2 separate regions of the Mus musculus genome follow, and region 2 is linked to region 1. The links are chromatin contacts, called in public Hi-C maps. All regions are on one chromosome and are shown on one strand. The core of a region is the stretch at or near the end of the contact, and the rest is flanking DNA. Distances in the headings are between cores, read along the strand shown. Region 1 holds the start of Stac (src homology three (SH3) and cysteine rich domain). Region 2 has its middle 48 kb from the start of Stac.

What was found. Hi-C and Micro-C count contacts between places; a contact is called where the count stands out from the background.
Region 2: a Hi-C map of the N1E-115 cell line shows a contact between it and region 1, with 2.6 times the contacts expected there. The contact joins the enhancer-like site here to the promoter of Stac in region 1. A contact is called at or near these places in 6 of 39 promoter capture datasets (3T3-L1-derived adipocytes, cranial neural crest, embryonic stem cells and 2 more), 2 of 484 Hi-C or Micro-C datasets (the N1E-115 cell line and nephron progenitors), 1 of 115 datasets of contacts at active chromatin or transcription factors (embryonic fibroblasts) and 3 of 9 other capture datasets (adipose tissue, embryonic stem cells and pancreatic islet).

Annotation. Positions count from the first base shown.
Region 1 is chr9:111,687,734-111,694,705 of GRCm38.p6, forward strand. Stac (src homology three (SH3) and cysteine rich domain) reads right to left here and starts at 2,615. Exons shown (of 11, transcript NM_016853.3): 1 at 2,265-2,615. The coding sequence starts at 2,375.
Region 2 is chr9:111,735,120-111,742,282 of GRCm38.p6, forward strand. No RefSeq gene overlaps it. Among named protein-coding and RNA genes, the nearest start is that of Stac, 48 kb to the left of the region's middle. Within about 2 kb of position 4,577, at least 20 of the 459 cell types and tissues checked have an H3K27ac peak or open chromatin away from gene starts, as enhancers often do. A contact at or near this core is called in the N1E-115 cell line, where this site is marked.

The DNA.
Region 1 (6,972 bases), core at 1,365-3,864:
AAAACCCTAAACGTCCAAAAAAGGCCAGAAAAATTTCAGTGCCCAGTAGGACCTATACCATGCACCTTCTGGATGGAATTAAAAAAAAAATGAGTGTGTTTAGCTGATCTATCATAATTGGGTTACAATTATAGAGTCCATGTGATGTTTTCTTGATATATGGAGTACTGTTTAGCTTACTTGACATTTTTGGGATGCATTAGACATCTATCTTCTTGCTTATATTGGGATGTGCACCTTTGAACCAATACTACCACTTCCTGGGAGAGTCCAATAGATAGCCATCCCTGCTTTGCCGCTGACATTTTCTCAGCAGGCTTGTTCCTCTCTAATGGAACAGAGCCTCTTAAAGGCCCGTGCAGTTCACTACGCACAATGATGGTCTCGCCAGCTCCTATCCCAAGCCATCTACCCATCACCAGCTCTCTTCCATAGCAGCAGGCCAGCCTCTTTTGAGGGTATGAACTCCTCAATCCAGCTCTAAATACGACTTCAAGAAAAACAAAATCACACCCATGCAGGCTGTTCTGTGTCTAGTACCAGAGGGTCCAGGAGGCCCTTGGTAGAACTCATCTCCATTGGCTAGGACGCCTAAGCCACAGTGGCAAACTGATGGACGCAGAGACACATATCAGGCAGGTAGATGACTGAGAAAAGTGGACGTCTACAGATCTGAATGGTAAGCTGGATAAATTGGTGGGTAATTACGGGCATTACATAGAAGGTTTTTGCTTTGCCAAATGATTTACATGAGGACATCTATAAATAGCAAGCCCATGCTGTGTGTTTCAATCAGGCTGCTGTTTTACCCAAAGGCTAAGACCTTTGCAGAGCATACCTACCGCAGGATGCAGGATGGTAGACCCAATGCAAAGTTTAAAAGAACAAAGTCTTTCACTTCTGCGCTTACACTACCTACAGAACTCCAGATCCCCTCTGAAATGGCAGCTGGCGCTCTGACTCTCTAGGAGGGATAGTGGAATGAATTGCATCAGGTTCCAGGTAGAAAAGAGGTGTTTCGGATGTGGGCAGGGAGCCTGCTCTAGAAGCCTATGTAGTGTGGTGGATCCCACTTCCCTAGCTCTCACAGCAAAGGGACAAGTCTGTCGAGCTAGCAGGGTAGAGTTAGGCAGTCTCATCTATTCCTCAAATGGTCTTGTCTGCCTTTTCAATTGGATGTCAGAGAAGTTGCCACTAGTGCCCAGATGAGATAGCCAAGAGTTAAATTGGAGGGGCCAAAGCTTTAGGTCTTAGACCACCACCGTCTCTGGTGGTTAACTATTGACACCGAAAGCATACAGTGCCAGCATTCTGCCCTACGCCAGCGCCTCTTGAGCTACGATGCCGTCCAAGTCTGTACGGTGTAACCACAGGGTCTCACTTTTCCTTGAGCTGATGGCCCCCTAAACATGGATCCCTTTGTGGTATTGGGAGCGCTGACATCCCTGCAATGCCCCGGGTACCCATAGAGACCTCTGCACATCCAGGAGCCTTGCACGTAAAGGAATCTACGAAGCTAACAGCAACTCCATCTTATGAATTTTACTCTCCTGGCACGGTTGCCATTTGGCTCTGTGCTGTTAAGCAGCCACGCTTTGCTTGGTTCTCTTCCAACTTTTCCAAACATGTGCCTGGCACCCACGCCAGCTTCAAAGGAAGTATAAATGTGACAGGAGACGTGCTGCGGGGTTGCGTTTGTGTATATGTGTTAGTGTGACTCTTAAAAAGACAAGTGTTAAGTTCTACAGAGTAGCAACTTTTACAAGGGGAATGCTAACTTTCTTGCAGACCAGTTACTTATGTTCGTTTAATATATTTCTTTAAACTCTTGGTATCTTAAGCTAGGGAGGCACCCTGGTAAGTGAAGGATCCCTGAGCCCCAGGATGAGGTACACTTTGTGGGCTGGGTGCTAAAGCTATGCAAAAGAGTACCCTTAGGCTGTGTCGGTCTTTCTGCCCCCAGGAGCTACCCATACCCACTCTGGCTGTGGGCACGAGTATGTTCAGGGCATGCATCATCCAAACTCCTTCTCCCACTTAAGGAAGCCATCTGGGCACCAGGGTTAGGGTAAAGTGCTTGGGCTCCTAAGGCAGAAGCTCTGCAAAGGTTTGGGTCCGCGCAGCTGTCTCAGCATGAGAAGCAACGGGTCCAGTGGATCCCAGTTCTCTAGGGATGAGTCCCATCTCTTCTGGCACCCGGACCCCAGAGGAAAGGTGTCAGAGGGAAAGGGACTCTGTGTTTCCCCAGTGTAGGCGCGCTGTACCTTGGATTCCAGGCTGCTGGTGGACGCAGGAGAGGGCGGCTGCTCTGTGCCCGTTGCCTCCCCGGTCAGTCCGTCTCCGCTGTCCTCGCGGGCGCCACTTGGAGGAATCATCGTGGCCGGCCGCGGGAACTGTGTTGGGCTTCTGGGGGAACCGCAGGCTCGTGCTTGATCGCTCAGTGCCGCCGGGTCCCCGGGATGTCCATCGCGCCAGGCGGCGGCGTGTGCCCTGGGGCCTCGCCTGACCAGGTCCTGCCCACCTCCCCGGCCTCCGCCCCGCCCCGCGCAGCGCCCGCAGCCACCTCACTGGAGATCGCGCGCCTCTAGTCGTGACTGCCGCCCACCGCAGCGGGCGGGTGGGCCCGGGCTGGCCCCTCCGAGGACGGGAGGCGGCGGCTTGGGGCGGGGCTGCGTGGTCGTGCGGGGAACCCAGGGCGGGAGGGGGCCGCGCCCACTCCGACAGTGTGGGAGATCCGCGCTGAGCGCCCGCGCTGGGTCTAGTGATGTTCTAAGGAAACCGCTCAGCAAACCCCCAAGGAACAGAAAAGAGAGTACAAACAAGTGCTATGGGCCACCTTCAGCGAACCCTTCATCCCTGGCGGCCCTGAGCATGAAGAGAGATGTGGTGGTACTTAGCTTAATTTATAGTTCAGTGACAGCAGGAACTAGTGTGGGCGTCCTCTGACCCATGGGCACTGCAATTTCCAATGTTCTGCTTTGATCTAAATCAGGCAGATAATACACTTGGTGTATGGACACCTGGTCCCCAATTTCTCCTACTGAGCCTCACAGGCTCACTATGGGTTAGGCATGGTCACTTCCATTTATAGACGAGGAAACCTAGGTTTGAAAAGGGTTGCTTAAAGCCACTCAGCTATAAATGGCAGAGCTTTTCAAATCCATGCCATTTGGACTGGGGTGCCTCAAAGCTAAGCCAGGCTTAGAGGCTGAAAGAAGTTGGGCTTCAGGGCTGGGCTTGCATTTTAGAACCTGCTTAGACCGGTGAACTGGACCGCTTTACTCAATCTCTTGGCATGGAGATTGGCAGGAGACAGAGCATCACTGGACCAAGGCATAGAAGGATCCGGTTTAGTTTTTAGACACAACAGAGTATGTAGCCAGAGGGAATACTTCTACATTTATAAAAAGCCTTTCGTACATGAATACTAGACTCCCTCCTTATTTTTATGTCTAGAAAACTAAATTTATTTTGTCATTTGGGATTAACATGTAGAGTAACTGGGTCATTTGTGATATTTTCATGTGCACATATAAATCCTTATTTCTATCTACTCTCCTCCAGCTCATCTCCAAAATCACAAACATTACCCAGGAGGCTCATGTAAGAATATAATTGAGGGTTCTAGGCCAGACTGGGCTAAGTAATGAGTTCTAGATCAGCCTGGGCTAAGTGATGAGTTCTAGATTAACCTGGACTACATAGTAACAACCTGTCTTAAAAGATAAAACAAAAGAAAAAAGATATGAGCAAAAACAACCCTAAAATCAAACAAACCCTGTTACCCACCCCCACCCCTCACCCCTGTGACTTAGACCAACCTCACCAGTAAGCCTGGAAGGCCCCAGGTGTTCCTCCATGAAACATAATCCTCATCTGTTAACTGGAAACAAAATTCTCACTAGCTGAAGTTGCACCAACAACCACCAGCCTTAGGTAGACACAGACAGAGGGACACAGCATCGGATAAATGGATCTTTAGCCCATGCCTGCTTTGTGGGAGATTGTTTTCTAGAATCAGCTACATCATGAAGCCTGTTCTCCTGGATGAGAAAAGTAAGAGATAGGTAAAAAGACAGGCAGACAGACAGATAGATAGATACTAGACAGACTGACAGAAGATAGATAGATAGATAGATAGATAGATAGATAGAGGCAGGCAGACAGATATAGGTAGATTAATCAAAGCACACTCACACATAATTAGCCAACTGACACGAGGGACAATACAGGACTCCACAAGTCTGTGCAAATGTGAAGTCAGAACTAATACAGGGCCAAGGGAGTTTTCCACAAGAGTGAAACTTCCCGGGTCTTCTATAGAGCTCTGCCTTGGGGAGAAAGCATACCCTGGCTAACAATAAGAAATCATTCATCTTCAGGTTTTAGGGTATATTTTTCATTCTTTTTTAAAATTGAAGATGCTATTCTCCTTTTTAGATGCTCAGCTCTGGTTATCAATAGGATTAGCGATTGATAATGATGTCTTCTAATGGAAATAGCACTTGGTGCTGGGGTTCAAACCCAGAGTTCCTATGCTTTTTGGGTACATACTCCACTACCATAGCCATTTCCACTTCCTATTCTTTTTTCTGTTGCTTTGATTTGTAGTTATTTTCTTCTTCAATAGAACTCACTGTCTGTCTACCTGCACTGTTGCCCCACTGTTAAAGAACAGAAGTTAAATAATGAAAGATGAAATGGGAAGGAATTCACTAGAGAAAACCACAAGAACAAGGGTTTACTTTTGTTCTGGGATTAATCTTCTACATCAGCCTTGAGGAATATAGGACTACAGGTCTCTACTACCACACTTGGTGTGGGGTTGTAGGAAAGCTACCTCCTTGGACCTTACCTTTGGCCTACTAACATAAATGGTAGGTATCTGGTGCCTGAGGAGATGAATCCTACAGCAAAGTGCTCAACTCACAAGCATGAGTGCCTGGGTTTGATCCCCATAAGCCACGTTAAGAAGCCAAGATTGGTGACCCACACTTGTGGGAGGCAGAGACAGGTGGGTCCTTGGAGCTAGCTGATCAGGTAGTCATGCCTATGCAGAGAAGTTCCAGGCCAATGAAAGACTGGTCACAAGTGGAAGATTGGTCTCAATCACAAGGTGGAAGACACCTGAGGAAAGACACCTGAAGCTGTCCTTTGATGTATACACACACACACACACACACACACACACACACACACACACATACATACACATACACACACACATACACACACATACACATACACAACATACACACACATACACACACATATACACACATACACACACATAAATACACACACATACACACACACATACACACACATACATACACACACATACACACCCACAAACATACATACACACACATACACACACATACATACACACACACATACACACACACACACATATACACATACAGAGAGAGAGAAAGAGAGAGAGAGAGAATGAGCCTATTTCTTACAAGTAAGAGTTGTCTGTCTATGGCTTCTCAAATAAAATCAAACTTTTTTTTTCACTTTTTTTAAAAATATTTTTTTATTACGTATTTTTCTCAATTACATTTCCAATGCTATCCCAAAAGTCCCCCATACCCTCCTTCCCACTTCCCTACCCACTCATTCCCATTTTTTTGGCCCTGGCGTTCCCCTGTACTGGGGCATATAAAGTTTGTGTGTCCGATGGGCCTCTCTTTCCAGTGATGGCCGACTAGGCCATCTTTTGATACATATGCAGCTAGAGTCCAGAGCTCTGGGGTACTGGTTAGTTCATAATGTTGTTCCACCTATAGGGTTGCAGATCCCTTTAGTTCCTTGGGTACTTTCTCTAGCTCCTCCATTGGAGGCCCTGTGATCCATCCAATAGCTGACTGTGAGCATCCACTTCTGTGTTTGCTAGGCCCCGGCATAGTCTCACAAGAGACAGCTATATCAGGGTCCTTTCAGCAAAATCTTGCTAGTGTATGCAATGGTGTCAGCGTTTGGAAGCTGATTATGGGGTGGATCCCTGGATGTGGCAGTCTCTAGATGGTCCATCCTTTCATCACAGCTCCAAACTTTGTCTCTGTAATTCTTTCCATGGGTGTTTTGTTCCCAATTCTAAGAAGGGGCACGGTGTCCACACTTTGGTCTTCATTCTTCTTTAGTTTCATGCATTTAGCAAATTGTATCTTATATCTTGGGTATCCTAAGTTTTGGGCTAATATCCACTTATCAGTGAGTACATATTGTGTGAGTTCCTTTGTGATTGTGTTACCTCACTCAGGATGATGCCCTCCAGGTCCATCCCTTTGGCTAGGAATTTCATAAATTCATTCTTTTTAATAGCTGAGTAGTACTCCATTGTGTAAATGTACCACATTTTCTGTATCCATTCCTCTGTTGAGGGGCATCTGGGTTCTTTCCAGCTTCTGGCTATTATAAATAAGGCTGCTATGAACATAGTGGAGCACATGTCCTTCTTACTGGTTGGGACATCTTCTGGATATATGCCCAGGAGAGGTATTGCTGGATCCTCAGGTATATGTTTTTCTCTAGTGAGTTCTTTCCCTTCTCGTCTTTTCTTATCTAGCTAAGTTTTAAGTCTTCTTCACCATATATCTACAAGGGTTTGCTGCTCTTTGCAGACTCCATCCTTACCCCATTTATCTCACTCAGGCTTCTAAATGAGTTCCATGATGTCATGGCACCCTTTCCTAAGCAATCATTGCAAAGTGGGCTGTCCTTGGACTGGGTGAGGATTTACATAAGGGCAGAAGTGGTGTCCTGTTCCTCTAGTTCCTCTAGCTGCTGGACACTCTGTTGGTTATGAGGATGCTGGCCACACAGTCCTGAGCTCTAAAATAGCCTAGTTATCGGTCACGTGCTCCTCCATTGAACAGAGGATCAGACTACATATGGGAAACAGTGAGATTTAAAATCAAGCAAGTTCAACATGAAGCATCTTGCCTTTATTGGCTCAGAAGGGTC
Region 2 (7,163 bases), core at 3,327-5,826, 49 kb after region 1:
GCCACTGAGCCTGATGACCTGAGTTTCATTTATAGGACCCACATAGTGGAAGGAGAGAATTGGCTCCTGTAAGTTGTCCTTTCACCTCTACCCACACTATGGCACCTGCACACTCAGGTGTATAGACATGCACACACACACACACACACACACACACACACACACGCGCAGAGAGAGAGAGAGAGAGAGAGAGAGAGAGAGAGAGAGGGAGTGAGGGAGAGAGAGAGAGAGAGAGAGAAGAGAGAGAGAGAGAAGTGAAAAACAAACATGCTTGAAATACAAGGAATACATCATTTTAAAAACACAACACAAATAGCAGTTAATTTTATTGTGCGTATTGTAGCTCAGTACTCATGAGGCCTGTAAACCATCCTGGAAACAAGAAAAACTGGAATTTTAATAACGACACTGAAACACAAACATATAGCTTACAAAGAAGGCTCTGAAAAATGTAGCTTGCTACTAAAAAATGAAATATTGGATTATTACCTAAATAAACACTGATATTTTTGAATGTTATTTTTTAAACCCAATTAATGTCCAATGTGATTATTATTAATTTGTAGTCCCAAGGCCCAAATTTGCTGCTTTCAAAGAGAAAGACTTACTGTGTAATATAGCTGATTAGTTGATTGAAGTCTCAAATAAAAATACCCTTAACTCTGATACAATCAGTATATATTCATTGTCAGTTTTTAGTAGATGGTGGTTGTATAGTTTATAGACAATAATTAGTAGGTATTTCAAGTGCTACAGTAAATACTGCTTAACAAATATAAGCGACATCTATGAAGAAGATAAAATATATTTACGTCTTAGAAAGTCTCTCTTGTTCTGTAAAGTCTTACTTGAACTTCTTCAAGTTACATGATGTCACTGGTGAGTTGGGGGATGGGGAAGGAGAAGGCAGAGTACAAGACACAGTGGGGTGCTGTCCTGTGCTGAAGCAATGTGTCAGGCAGCTTTATGCAGCTGTTTAGTTAGTTACTGGGTTTGTGAGCTCTAGATGAGAGACAGAGGAGGACCCTGGCCACACATCTTGCCACAGGCCATTCTATTGGCCAGAGCTGTGACTCCTGTCATGGCTTTCCTTCAAACGGACCCAGGTAGCCAGTACGTCAGCTGCAGGATTCAGGCTGGGGCTGCCTGCTTTATTATTTTATTTTACTTTATCTTGTTTCATTGCATTTCCTTTCATTTTTGAGATATTTATGCATTCCCATGCTCAGCTCAGACTTACTCTCTACCCTAGGATAGCCTTAACCTTCTAACTTTCCTGCTTCAACACCCCAAGCACTGGGGCTATAAGCTGGTGTATGGTGTACTTGTCTGGTTCCTATTCTCCATTGCTGGGCAACTGAGGCTGCAAGCTGACCTTGAGCCTGTTTGCAGTGCCTCCTCCAATGCATGGTGCTTGCTGGGGTTCAGGGGATTGCCGCTTATCACCTCCTAGCATCGTGGAAGGTGCAGAGCTAAATCCACACAGGTCTGCGTTACTGGGTAAGGACACAGAGACCGAGGAGGCTCATGTGACTTTATCCAATGATGCTCATTTCATAAAGGTAGCCTAGGTGCATCTCCCGCCTAAAACCCCCAGAGTTTTACTAAACCATTTGCCTTCTACTGATAAAAGTGAAACAGAAAGGCTAAGCAAGTTTGCTCCGGGGGACTGCTCTGTTGAATATTTATGTTTTTTATCAGTTAAAACACATTGTCTTATTCAAGTATGAGCGTATGGAGGAAAGGGTCACCACACATTCTTTTAAAGAGTCAGACAGGGGATGTCTTAGTCTGGAGACTCCCAGACTCCAACTCAAGCATTCTGTGATGCTTTTGTATCAAAGAAAGCAACCAGAGACATCATATCAATAATAGGTGTGGCCAGAGACAGTGTATCAATCAATAGACGTGGCTGTCCTGCAAGAAACTAAGCGATAGAAATTGCATGTAATTTTCATGGAAATATTTTTCCCTTCTCCCAGAGCCATTTTAAAAATATTAAAAAACTTTGCTAATTACATGGGCTGCATGAAAATTAGAAAATGGAGAGATCTGAGCTTTGAAGGGATAGACAGACAGACAGACAGATGGTGCACTTTGAGCATTGAATTCTTTCACTCTGTTCATGGCTTCTGCTTCCTGATTGGGTTCCTGCTTGACTCCCTCAGAGCTGAACTATGATCTGAAAGCGTAAGCTGAGTAAAGCTGTTCCTCTTCTAAGCTGCTTTTACTCACACAAACAGAAAGAAGACCAGAGTAGTGGTCCCTTGTTTTGCTGCTTAGATTTGTGGTTGTTGTATGCTTGTTTGCTGGTTATGAGAGAGATTGTACTGGGAAGGTCAGTGTTGGTGGCTTAGGTCACACATACATTGTTTACCAGATATTTCTTGCCTGTGACTTTCTGGTAACCCCACTTTGCTATGACCCATGCCACTAAACTTTCCAGAAACAAACAAACAAACAAACAAGCCAACACCCATAGTCTCTCGTGTCTATTCTAAGCAGATTCTGGCTTCCCAGAGCATGAATGATCAAGTCTTTGTATCAAAGGATGGGTGTTATGATCTGCCACAGGTGATGGATGGGTCAGTAGGCCGCAGCATCCGTGTCACATGCCTGTCCTGTCAGAAATCCACAGATAAGCAGAATTCGTGGCACTGGGAACAGTTAGAAGTCCTAGAGCCCAAACGTCTGAGAAGCAGAGCCTTTGATGCTAAAGCAAGAATAAGATGGACATTTCAGCATCAGAAGAGCACATGAACATTCATTCACCTCCCTACGCCACCCAGGTTTCAGCAGACCAGACACCTCTCCTCCATACTGGTGAGGGCCATCTCTTCACCTGTTAGCAACCACTGATGCAGATCCCTTCTGAAACATCCTGGAGGATACAGGCAGAAGTGACACTTTACCCAGCCATCAGGGCATCTCTCAGTCCAGCCAAATTGACAGAGAATATCAGCTGTCACATCAGCCTGACATTAATGATGCTAATCCATCTCTCTGTTGATATTAATCATGACTATTATTATGTGACCATGACAGACTTAATTCCTTCCTAAGGGAAAGAAACCTCCAAACCCTGTAATTTATTGAACACATCTACCGTCCTGGTCTTCTTGTTAGGCAGAGGCATGTCAGCAGGAAGAATAGGGGAGACTGGTGTTTTAGTTGCCAACATCTCATTCACTGACTCAGCAACTGTTCATTACTGACCAAGTTTAACTGCACCTGCATGGACATGATTGGTCCTAGAAACTAGAACAAGATAGGTCAGGTGACAAGTTCAAGAATGTAGTCATTAAGATCTTGTGTCTCATGTAGCCCTGGGTGTGAAGTAAGATTGGGTAAAAATAAAAGTACTTAAGACCTTCTAAGTCCTCATGGACTTGTCTGTAAATAAGAATAACGTTGGCATCTTCATTGCTGGCTCGTGTGAGGGTTAAATGGATTGCTGTATTTGGACCCATATCTACTGCACACAATTGCTGAATTTCATAGAATTGTTCTGAGCCTGCATGTATGTCAAACACACTCCAATCTCCTTTTAAATATGAATAAATAATTCAGAACTGTGAAATTATTTTTCTCCAGGCCATGCAGGCACAAAATATAGAGGAATAGAGAAAGAGATGAGAGAGAGAGAGAGAGAGAGAGAGAGAGAGAGAGAGAGAGAGAGAGGAGGGAAAGTTAAGAGAGATCAAACAAATCTTTAGAAATTTTTATTATAAAAGTACTTGCAAAAACAACAACAGTGGCAACAAATCTATGCATCAAAATTAACCAGACTGGAAATCTATACATCTCAGCAAGCTTCTATACAGTTAGAATAGCTGCTCTGAAGCTGTGGATAAGTGCATGGCTGTGGATAAATGCATGAAACAGATACTCAGCAGTGAAAGTGTAAGATACAATGTGAAGTCCTTTTAAGGTTTATTATGCATTTTATCTGTATGCACATTTGCAAGCATATATGTGTATGTACCACATGTGTGCAGTGCTAGAGAAAGACAGATCTCCTAGAACTGGAGTTACAGTTGTGAGCCATCATATGGGGGTTGAGAACCCAACCCTGGCCCTCTGCCAGAGCAGCAAGTGTTCTGAATAGCTGAGCCATCCCTCCAGCCACACAGACATAGTTAGGTCTTCTAAGTACAACGGGGGTAGGTTCATTTATCTGAAAAAAGAATGGCAAAGTTCACTGTCCATGTCAGTATTAAAGTTCGAATGAAAAGCAGAAGACCCCCGAACCACACCTGGATTTCTGACTTTCAAAATACCTTCTGGCTATCTGTCAGTGCAGGCTGGCTTCTGTTCCTATTCGCCTGCCTGGAGGCTGCAGCTTCTTTAAGGAGATTGATTTGTGACTCCCAGCATCTGGAAACCACTCATCTCAATGTAACCGTGTGATTTGGGGAGAGCTGGAGCTGAGCCATTTTGCCAGAAAATGATGAAGACAAAGTCCAGGAATATTGCGAGCTTATCAGGAAAATCGATTCCTCTAACAAGGAAGTGAGTCACTATTGATTTCTTTTTCTCTAATTAGACTCTGAACCCTGGTAGCTTTTTGTGAGTGATGGCAGTTTGCTCTCACTAAATGTGTTTCTCACTCGGCAGTGGAGTGCAACATGCTTTCAAAAGACCGTGTTTCCTCTCTTGCTTCTTCCAATTCTTGAAGATTGTTAGCATGGGAGCTTTTAGACGCTTGCTGTGGTGGTGTCAGGATGCTGTCAGACATTCTCTGAGTGTCCTATCCTATGCAGGAGCCTGGAGCTGGAGAGAGGGTTGGCACAAGGGACAGATAGTGCACAGCAATAGCTATGGACAGCTGCTATGTAGTTATGGGGGTCAGTTGAGAAGCAAGCCAGCAGCTTTCAATCTAAGATGTCTGCATGCACACGGTACATAGTGGGTAGCTATTAAAGAAACCAGATGCTTCCCAGCAGCTCCTAGCTTCCCGCATCCTAGCAGATGTACTGTGGTTTGAAAATGAAATGGCCCCATAGGAACATATGGTAAACACCCGGAGCCAGCTGGTATTATCTTTGGACAGGCCATATAGCCCTTAGGAGGTGGGACCCTGCTGGAGGATATCCACCATTTATGGCAGGGATGGGAGGTTGTACAGCTTGACTGTACATCCTGTTCATCTCTGCTTCCTGACTTCTGGGCCAGCTTCATGGTTCCTGATGCTGGCCATTCCCACCATCATAGATTCATCCCCTCTGGGGCTATAACCCCAAATAAATCCTTTCTTTTCTGAGTTGCTCTTCATTCTATCTTGCAGACAAGGAACTGTTGACTCAACAGGACTGACAGGACCAGATGAGAACTGTTTACAAGGAAGGGCCATTGCCAGGTTTAGTCCTTAGGCACCTTCTGGAAGAAGAGCGCTGAGAGTCAGTGTGGCTGCCTGGGCAGGGTGGTGTGGTGATGAGCTTCAGAGACACGGGCACAGCATGCCACCATGGTGACTCCTGCTGAGTGTCCTTTCCGGTGCCTGGTGCCTTGGTTCATGTTGAGTCTCTCATTCAGGTGCTGCCTCTTGCATCACAGTGAAATTGCAAGTGAAGGCTGGAATTTCATTTTAGATTTGTCCCTTAACAAATGTTCATGCTCACAGTGACAGGTGGCAGCTTGGATGACTGACTGCACATGTCAGGACCATGAAGATGGACTTGGAGGCAGCCAGGTCACAGAAACTCTTTGTTTCTCTTTCTGACGTGGCCACATTAACTAAATAAATCTCCTTTTCTTGCATTTCTGTGTTACTCTATCTCTTTAATTGGTCTATTAAAGATGGCGGCTGAGCTTGGCTTGTTAGCTGCCAGGGCCCAGAATCTGACCCTAACAACCACGGGGCAACTTGAAATGTGACTGGTAGTAGTAATGATCCTCTGATACTGGCTTCTTCGCAAGATACGCGTGCCATGCGGGTGTCAGATGACATGGTCATATGAAGACTACACTTGACAACTTTTCTATAGATCTTAAATTATTCTAAAGCAAAGCTCACCTGACAATTAAACAAAAGCCCCCAAACTGTCCAAAAACTGAGAAGACTCGTGGCAAGCTTGGAGGGATGCCACAGTGCAAAAGGGAGAGCAGAACTGGTTGATGGGGACATGCCTGTGACTTGTAGTGATGAACTTGCAGGTGTCAGCAGACAGCGTTTGCTCTCCCCCACTTACTTCTTTGAGGAAATAATGCTTATCATTGATTTGATTGAAAGGTCTCAGTCCTTATTCTTCATTCCACTGGGTGATCGATCTGTCATCACTTCCGTGTATAATTATACTCGTATATAACTTTTTAAATTAACAACACATTTTGTTAACTGCCAAATAGTCACTCATTTCTCATGAAAAGAAGTTGCTGTCAGATTATATTTGTTAATATTTTCATGATCACTTCTGCACCAATATTCAGAAATTTGCTTTTATAATTTTATAATATTATATTATGCATCATGTACTGCTTCTGACAGGTGCTGTTTGTATTTTGGAAATTTTTTTTTGTTTCGCTATCTTCCTTAATTTTCTAATTATTTACAGCTTGAAAATGTTAGTGGCTTTTAATTTACACTATCTGTCGCAGTTACATTTCTAAGGCTGGTGCACAGCACCCAGGAAGCAGAGGTAGGGGGATCTCTGTGAGTTCAAGGCCACCCTGGTCTACACAGAGAGTTCTAGGCCAGCCAGAGCTACATGTAACATCTTGTCTAAAAAAAATACAGGTAATGCCATTAAAATGAATATATCTAGGTACTCAGAACTCTGAGTTAGTTAAATGAGCACCATTAGAATTTAGAAACCATCTTTCCCCAATTTTATCTCATTTCTGTCCCTTTTGTACTGTGATTTTAACACATACATTTCTACATTTAGGTTAAATATTGGTCAGGTTTTTTTCTGTCTTTGTTTTATATACCTGGAATGACATTGGATATATTATTCTGAAATTGTCTTACTATAATTTCATCTGTGCTGATGTGGTCATTATTTTTCACATACACCTTGACTTGCCAATACTTCTTGCTCTTGAGGGATATGTAGGTGGTTTTCAGTCTTTCTTTCTTGTGTAGGTTCATGTGTGTGCTCATGTCTCTGTGTGGTTGTACATGCACCTACATATGTGTGGCGGCCTGAAGTCAATGCCATGTG